Regions from separate parts of the Zea mays genome. Here regions 2 and 3 are each linked to region 1. Evidence: chromatin contacts called from public Hi-C data. All regions are on one chromosome and are shown on one strand. Each heading gives the region's core, a stretch centred on a gene start, on an enhancer-like site or on the middle of the called end of the contact. The rest is flanking DNA. Distances are from core to core; before and after follow the strand shown.

Region 1 (3,080 bases), core at 114-2,613:
CCAAGATATGATTAAAACATAAAATACAACTTTAGAATGTCTAACTATGTTTTTTAAATGTAAAAAAAATTAAAAAATTGTGAGACTTTTGCTGAGACATAGGGAACAGGGCACGGATGCCGGTCCGCGATAACTGACAAGGGAGGGCAGGGCGTGGGCGTAGCATGCCGTAGTGACTACTGACTAGTGACTAGTGAGGCCCAAACGGAAAGCGAAGATGCCCTTGTCAACTTGCTCTGCTGCATAATAAAGAAAACAAAAACGTCAACACGTATGCGAACACTCATGGCCTCATCCTTATGAATAAGCAAACATTCTTGTTCTAGGGTGACTGCGTCCACTTGAGCCTATCTGCAGTTAATCCAGACTATACGGTTCAGGTCTGCTATGAAATTTGATTCGAGTTACCAAACAAGCATACCCTCACATCGGGCTCATAAAGGTGGAAAACACCAATGCAGGAGATACGGTGATTGGACGGAAATTAGGTACAGTCTGTTTCTAGCTCTCCAGTGTACGTATTCTTTCAGGTTAAAAACAAAATATCCGTTTCGAGTGTAACAAAATAGGTACTATGGCCTATTTGGTATGGTTTCAGAGCAAAACTCCAAGAAAGAGCTAGCTAAAGCATGCAAAACATCTTAACTCTAGAGTTATAAACTCTATGAAGTTTTTGGGGCTGTAATACAATTTTTTGGAGTACCTTTTTTGCTGCTCCAAAAACTCTAAAAAAACAACCTAGTCATATAGTTTGGAGTTATTTCGCCACTACTAAGAAACAATCTAAACTCTGGAGCAAAACTACTCTACCCATAGTTTTAGAGTAGAACTGTTCTAGGGTAGAGCAGAATCATGCCAAACACGTCCTATATATAGATCGAAAAGGTGGAGTTGCGTAACGTTTTTTTCCCAACCTTTTAAAAGTTCGTTCAGTTTCTGCTTCGCGTAGCCTCGTGCCAGGGAAGCGAGGAACGGTGGTCGGAAAGGCGAAGCACTCGATCGCTCACTACCGCCCACCAGTCGGCGTACGTACCCTAAACCCTCATAGGCGCGGAAAGCAGTGACGGGGCGAGCGCGCGGCGCACCGGCAACCACCCGAGGCGCCCGCCCGATCCCCATCCGGCGGTGCGCGATCGCCCCCGACCGTACGCGGAGACACGGAGCCGCACCTGCGCCCCAGGAGCCCGGAGCTGAGACGTAAGCCGTCCTCACGACCTCACCACCACGCCTAACCGGACCCGACCCCGACCCCGTGGTTAGCTCGTGGTCACCCACCCGAGAAGGGAAGACCCCAGCCCTTGTTTGCGCTGCGCAGTGCTTTATATATACCCGGGGCTCCACTACTCCAGTGCTGGCTGGCGTTGTATGAGCGTGGGTGGTGGCGCCGCCGGCCGGGGATGAGCTGCAACGGGTGCCGCATGCTGCGCAAGGGGTGTAGCGACGCGTGCGTGCTGCGGCCGAGCCTGCAGTGGATCGACGGCGGCGCCGAGGCCCAGGGCCACGCCACCGCCTTCGTCGCCAAGTTCTTCGGCCGCGCCGGCCTCATGTCCTTGCTCACCGCCGTCCCCGAGCCGCAGCGCCCAGGTAATCCTCTCGACTCAGCGGTAATAAATCCAGGTGCTGCATGGTTCGCGGGTGTCCGTACGGTCGAGTGTTTACCCACCCACCCCACGGCCCACGGCCACGCATCACGTGTGATCGAGATCCTTGACTGACGAGAGTGATGTGCTCGCTCGCTCGCTCGTACGTGCGGTGCGACGACGATGCAGCGGTGTTCCAGTCGCTGCTGTACGAGGCGGCCGGGAGGACGATCGACCCGGTGAGCGGCGCCGTGGGGCTGCTCGGCGCGGGGAGCTGGCACCTGTGCCAGGCGGCGGTGGAGACGGTGCTGCGGGGCGGCGCCATCGCCCCGCTGCCCGAGTCCGACTCCGACGGGGCCCGCCGCGGCGCGTCCGCTGTGGCGGCGAGGCGGGCCGTGGGGTGCTCGACGTTCTCGACGGCGAAGCGCGCGCCGGCGAGCGTGGGGGCGCCGCCGGAGCCGTCGTGCGACCTCGGGCTGTGGCTCAGCCCCGGGTCACCCCCGGCGACCGGGGAGCGGCGCCGGCGGCGGCGGCCCGGCACGCCGTCCATGACCTCCGAGGAGTCCGTGACGACGATGAGCGGCGGCGGCGGAGGCGGAGGCGGAGGGAGGGAGCCCGAGCTGCTGAACCTTTTTGTCTGAGAATGGCCGACGGTTTGGCTAAAAGCCAGCGGCCGATCGTGCCGTGCGCCCCTCGGCGCGCGGTGTGGTGTGCTTGATCCCGGCGAGAAAAAAACGTTTGTTTGTCTAGGTAGCCGTCGTCTTGTCCTTCTTCCTTTTTGGGCCGCGCGTAGAAACCATGAGCGTGCCGGCGGCAGCAGCGCTCTCCCAGCCGCCGTCCGTTAGCTAGCTGTTTATTTCATTTCTTCCCAACTTTTTCTTGGCAGAAGCGACGCTCCGTCCGTCGCTGAATAAAATTGTAGACCAAGGGTAAAGCGAAGTGGCGCTGCATGCGTCGATCTTATCGTCATCACAGCGGGAGCGGCCGGGGCAGCTTATCCTGCTCCTCAACACAGAGCAGTATAGAAGCACTCCGTTTGTGGCAAGCATGTGCTGGCTGGATATACTGCTGTCCTGGGGCGCACAGCAGTAGCAGTCTCGCAGGCGGGGAACCAGTTTCTGGACGGTGCAACCCACACCCTCCTCTCTTCCGCGCTTCCCGTTCACCACCGGTGGTTCCACCGCCGCCAACGCACGCACGGCACGGGTCGCGATCGGCCAGTGCCGCGGCGAACGTCCCGTTGCTGGTGGTGCTCCCTCCCGTCGCTTTCCTCGCGATCGTTCTTGGGTTTCAGGCCGTCCGCTTCGCCGGGCCCAACATCGCAACGCGCGCTGGATCCCACCCACCACCCGTTTCTTTGTGGCTTTGTTGTGCTTTCGATACACACACTGAGGCTCGCAAGCGTTCCCCCTAAATTTTTTCCCCTATATCATTTTTTTGGGTCACATCATCAACATTTCACCCCCTATTTTTTTATCTCCCGCAGCGGTTCCCCCTAAA
Region 2 (2,780 bases), core at 101-2,600, 170 kb after region 1:
GCAAGTGTTGTGGGATCAAAACTTTTTTTTTTGTCACGGATAGTCACGTGAGTGACGCCTGGCTGCTCAGTCTCCTTACTGACCGTTACTTATTACAGTACTACTACTTTGCAAAGAAGCTTCCAGAAAGCAGGGTTGTTTAGTGACTGCACCGTACACAAACGCACTGTGCAAAAAAACATTTTAATACTGTACGACGTACTGTACGTGATGGAATACTAAATGCGACAGCTCTCATCAAATGCCGCATTAACAATGTCCGTGACAAGGCTGGAATCACATGCGCCCATGGCCGACATGTCGGTGTAGTTTGGTGCTCAAACCTAATTTTTTCACTCGTTATGGTCACAGGTCTGGTGATGCTGCTCCTACTAAACAATCATTTGTCAAATCAATTGGCTATTGCTTTATCTCACTGTCAGACGTGATTGGTGATGTTGTAACGATAGCGTCGATTTTTTTTTACTCTAACCTCGGTGTAAAACGAGCAGCTGGAAACTGTAATTCAGGCACGCAATGGGATGGGGTTTCAAATGATGGAAACTGGAAGAGCTGAGCAGCAGTGGGCAACGAACGTACCGCGGTGTCGGCGGCGGCGGCGTCGCCGACCGGGCCGGGCGCGTCGGCTTCGCTGGCTGAGGGCGCCTTAGCCTTGGAGTGCTTGGAGCTGGTGGGTGCCTCGGCGACGACGGGGGCGGGGGCTGGGGCCTTGGACTTCTTCTTCTTGTTCTTGGAGGACGAGGAGGGCTTCTTCTTCTTCTTGGACGGCGCGGGCGCGGGGACCTCGGCGGGCTTGGTGGGCGGGGAGGCGGGGGCGGGGGCAGGGGGCGAGGCGGCTGGCGGCAGCTCGGCCACCGGCGGGGAGGCGGCGGGGGCGGGCGGGGTGGCCTTGGCCTTGGGCGCCGGTGCGGGAGGGGACGCCTTGGGCGGCGACGCGGCGGGAGCCAGGGTGGCTGGCGGGGTCGCGGCGGGCGCGGGGGTGGCAGGGGTGGTGGGCGGCGCGGCGGCCGGGGCCAGGGTGGCGGGGGTGGTGGGCGGCGCCGCGGCTGGCGCGGGCGTCTTCTTGGACGGGGTCGCCGGTGGGTTGGTGGTGGCGGCCGGTGCGGTGGCCGGGGCCGGGGTGGATTTCTGCGCCACGGCCGAGTGCACGGCTACGAGGCACAGCAGCGCCAGGCAGAGAGCGCCGGCGCGCGCCATTGCTGCAATGGTGGTGTGTGACGTGCGGTCTGCTGCTCTGCGCTGCCTCGGGCGTCTCTGCTGCAGCGGTTGGAGTCGCAGGGAGAGAGTGGGAGGGATAAATAGCAGCGGCGGCAGCCGGCAGGGAAGGGAAGGAAAGCGAAGCGGAGGCCAGCCAGGAGATGGAGCGGCGGGATTTTCACAACTGGCGGTGGGCCCGCGGGGCCATGTGCAGGGTGGGGACGCCCGCGCCGGTTGGTGGCACGCGTTCACGTGGGTCGATGGACCGATGAGTTGTGTTCGTGCTGTGCAGTGCAGGACGGGGTGACCAGACCACTGTGGTTTGTTGTGGGGTAGGAAGGAGCCGTTTGTTTTGGGCAGTCGGTGCAGTGGACACGCACGCGTCGGGACGCAGCGGTTCACAGACGAGAGGAGAGGGTGTACGTGTACAGGGGCCCGTTGGCATAAATTAATAAAGATATAAAATGTCAATTAAATAAAAGAGACAGTGATGTGGGTGTCAAATTTACGAAGTTAATCTTTTAAGTGTTGATTATACAAAGTCATTTGTTTAGAGTGTCAAAAATACAAATTTCTCCAACAGAAGGGTCGGCTCGATTTTAATCTTCTTTCCGCACTATCATCCGACATTTGTTTCTGCTCAGCTCTAAAGCATGGTATATGGTTATTGATATGGAGTTCATGTAATTTATATCATTATAAAATTTAATAATATATAACTCTTTTAATCTACACATTTGTTTTTTTGCGAATATGGGCTTTATTTTAATGCCTCTATATACACACTACTCACGGTAAATTTATTCCTCGTGGGCAGTTTGCACCGACACAAATCGATGGCGGTTGGTGAGTCCTATCAAATTATCGGATAATCAGTCGGCTCTGCCAATGATGGAGTAGCATATAATTGGTGGCTTTGCTTTCCTTAATCATCAGCCTGAAACTTTCTTAGAAGAGCGGGTGTGTCCAGCTACTCCGCAGACCGCACGATACGTTTTCTGCTCTGCATTCCGTTAGTAACTAATGTTACAAGGCAGTATATGATTTTCGTTTATCCAATATTTAGAACTGAGAGATGAAATTCCTTTATCTAAAATTTAGAATTGAGAGTGAAGAGATAAATTATCTTTGGAATCGGAGGAGGCCAGCGTTATTATAGCCATATAGGAAGATGGACTTGGGTTGAAAATTTCCTCCACAAACAGGCCTCACTATTCCTGATCCCACCCCCAAAGCGATTGAAGCCCATTGGGCCGAAGCTCATGGGCTCTACGAGCTTGGAAAAAAGTCGAAGTCAAGCACAAAAGGGAGATGGATGCGACAACAAACGTGACAGAAAACTTCAACCTCGCATCATCTTTGAGGACAGCTTCACTGCACCCGTCAAATTTTCTGCTCCACTCTACGTACTGCATTTGAGGCTTCGCCACAACCTGGAGAACACATCGGAAAATGTAGCCGTGCTTGACATCAAAAGCTGACCGACCCAAGGTCCAAACAGAGTCACAAAGTACACGACACGACGTTTTTTTAACTTTTATGTATCTTGTTTAACTGTTCATTTTATTTATCATTTATTTTAT
Region 3 (2,938 bases), core at 297-2,796, 210 kb after region 1:
ATCAATACCTCTCTTATACTGTTGGTACCGAACGGCATCTGTTGGTAAGAATCTGGCTCTAGGCGGGATGTAGTAGTAGTAAACATGTTAGGCTGTCTACGAGGGGTCGTTCTGTCATCGCCGATTATTGTTTATTATATTTAAAAAAACCAACAACGTATTATACTTATTTTTTTTCAGTTTTTTGGTGACCCAATCAGCAGTACATAACACGAGAATTTAAAAAATGAAGATCTAAACTTATTTATTAGTTTTTTTTCAGAATCTAAAGTTTAAAAATTAGAGACAACAAAATGGTTTTTAATAATCCGAAATCGGTTCGAACAGGTGTTGTCGTCTTGCTCTAGTTCCAGTCAGCAAAGGAGATGGGAGTAGCCGATACCGTAGCATCGTTTGTTTGTTTGCTCGTGTGCTCCATCGTCGGTGACGCATGCCATGTGAGGTCGTGAGCCATGAAGGTGGAGGTAGCTGCGGACGATTTCTTCAGGCTGGTTTGGTGACCAGTTAATTGTACAGAAGAGATTTTCTTCCAATTTAAAATTAAATATTAAAGGATTTTTTTCTCTATGGATCATCTCCAATTTTCTGATCACTAAATCATCCTTTATGATTATTGGTTATAAACGACGGATTAAACTCGCCAAGAAAAAAGTGTTAAGCGAAGGCCTCAAGAAGCACCAGCAAGCTTGCAACAGTTTGCTCGTGTGGTGAGCCTTGTTCATATTGAAAACTGTGCAGAGATTTCTCGGCCAAATTCTAATCTAAAATAACAGTGTAATGGTTGCTAGTTGTAGATGGGCTGAACAACATGTTGCTCACACTTTACGAAACGCGGTGCGCACCGTTTGTGTGCCAGGGTTGCAGCCGGCCCAGGATGGCAGCTCTGATAGGCCCATTGTTAGTTTCCTGTGCATCCTATTCCTAGATGACGGCCTATATAAAGTTGGACACCGTAGCCCAGAACAGCAGATCGCACCATCATCATGACTTGAAAACCCGATGCCATCGGGCCAGGTCTATAGATTGAGCCCAGGCGCCCTGCTGCGCTCCTTTCCGTCAATTTAGACGGATTATCTGTAAATTCTATACGGATTATCGTATATTTAGAATAGGACATCCAGCAACATTTATTGCTACCTGCCTTACTTTAGGGTTTGTTTGGGAGTAAAGGTAATAGAGTAGATTGGAGGGCATATAATCCTCCACTATTCAATTTTAGATAGCAAGGGATTATAGTCCTATCAATACCCTTCATTCCACTTGCTCCCAAACAAGCCCTTAGATTGTAGATTGGTAAAGAGATATGTACCTGTTGCCGATACTTTTTGGCTGGGTCTGGTCCCTGACCGTAGAGGACAGAAAAGAAATAAAAGGTGTTGCAACGGCACATGAGGTAGGAGTAGGCCCCCCTGGTGCTGCACTGCACATGCCGACAGAGACAGCTCACGTCCGTGACCTGTTTCTTCCGCTGGACCCACTGCGCAGTGCATGGGCCGTCCGTCGCTGCAGATAGATTCCTGCGGCTGCGGCACTTTAATGGTGACTCACACTCACACCGAAAGCGCCTCAACTCTGAAGGCGCTACAGCAACGTCGCCACTTCACTCACGATTGGAGTTTCACCTCGGCAGCCCAGCCAGCCAGTGGTTCCTCGGCTCGGAGGAACAGGCGAACAGCAAGAGCTTCTGAAGATGAAGGCGATCCCCGTGGCTCTCCTGCTCCTCGTCCTGGTTGCTGCCGCCTCCTCGTTCAAGCATCTCGCCGAGGCAGCAGGTAACTTTTCGCCTCCCAATCTTACCGAACCATTGCAGGGCGAGATCCTCTCTCCTTTCTGTAAATACTTGACTACACCCTGTGTGTGCATTGCAGACGGCGGCGCGGTGCCGGACGGCGTGTGCGACGGCAAGTGCCGCAGCCGGTGCTCGCTGAAGAAGGCCGGGCGGTGCATGGGCCTGTGCATGATGTGCTGCGGCAAGTGCCAGGGCTGCGTGCCGTCGGGGCCGTACGCCAGCAAGGACGAGTGCCCCTGCTACAGGGACATGAAGTCCCCCAAGAACCAGCGCCCCAAGTGCCCCTAGGCCCTACCGCTCTAAGGGAGGGAGGATGACCCAGGATTTCGCTCGCGATCCTGCACAGCTTCTAGTCTTGTACTGCTAGTTTAGCGCGCCGAGCGTCGGAATGTCGCGACGGTTCCTTCCGTGCTTGTGTGCTGTGTTTCTCCTCGGACGTGCTATAACCTAGAATAATAACCAATGCACTGTATCTGTGTGCTTGTCTTTTGGGATGTGATGGCTCTTCAACACTAGCCGCCGAAGAGAACAGGGATGAGCAAGAACGTCCTTAATAATAATAAAAATAGTAGGCAAGAGAATCAAGCATGCCCTGAAAAGCTTTGAAGACAAATACCCTCGGCACTAAAATAAATATTACACCATTTCGTTCCGCGGCTGTGCCTAGTTTCTTCTCTACCCCCTACTTAATCTACATTACATGAACAAAACCTTCTTCTACTGTAAGCACAAGAGAGGAGCTCTTGATCTGAATCACTAGACAGTTTATGAACACCTCTAAGTTTTGAATGGAGAAGTCATGTAATCATACAGTGCTTCTTCTGTAAACTTGTAGCTTGTGTTACATACAAAGAAGGGCTTACTCCAGCAGCAGATGCGTGCCGCTGTGATGCGTAACCCCCCCGCACAAGGGTATCTCTACCAAAGAATCATCTATATGTTGTTCCGTCAAACAGCTTTAATTTGGATTATAGTGGCTGGAGTTCTTGCTCGGGGACCACTGAATCAACAGGTCTGTAGGCTGCTTGACCACTAAATTTCTTTCTCCAAACAAGTACTACTAAAAAGGCTGACAAAGTGACCAAAATTACTAGTAAAATCCCAAGCAGCATAGAGACTACATGTTCTTGAAACCATGACCTGCACACA

Evidence for each region. Hi-C and Micro-C count contacts between places; a contact is called where the count stands out from the background.
Region 2: a contact with region 1 is called in a Hi-C map of ear, with 3 times the contacts expected there. The contact joins the promoter of LOC103647801 here to the promoter of LOC100285965 in region 1. A contact is called at or near these places in 4 of 25 Hi-C or Micro-C datasets (ear, leaf, leaf mesophyll and 1 more).
Region 3: a Hi-C map of bundle sheath shows a contact between it and region 1, with 1.7 times the contacts expected there. The contact joins the promoter of LOC100281029 here to the promoter of LOC100285965 in region 1. A contact is called at or near these places in 4 of 25 Hi-C or Micro-C datasets (bundle sheath, ear and leaf).

Annotation. Positions count from the first base shown.
Region 1 is chr2:215,622,414-215,625,493 of Zm-B73-REFERENCE-NAM-5.0, forward strand. It overlaps LOC100285965, which reads left to right and starts at 1,364. Exons shown (of 2, transcript NM_001372348.1): 1 at 1,364-1,584; 2 at 1,770-2,438. The coding sequence starts at 1,398. The coding sequence ends at 2,221.
Region 2 is chr2:215,794,740-215,797,519 of Zm-B73-REFERENCE-NAM-5.0, forward strand. It overlaps LOC103647801 (classical arabinogalactan protein 4), which reads right to left and starts at 1,351. Exons shown (of 2, transcript XM_008672310.4): 1 at 580-1,351. The coding sequence starts at 1,197.
Region 3 is chr2:215,830,007-215,832,944 of Zm-B73-REFERENCE-NAM-5.0, forward strand. It overlaps LOC100281029 (GIR1), which reads left to right and starts at 1,547. Exons shown (of 2, transcript NM_001157059.1): 1 at 1,547-1,772; 2 at 1,869-2,278. The coding sequence starts at 1,691. The coding sequence ends at 2,077. It overlaps LOC100382594 (Eukaryotic aspartyl protease family protein), which reads right to left. Exons shown (of 12, transcript NM_001175324.1): 12 at 2,593-2,929. The coding sequence ends at 2,758.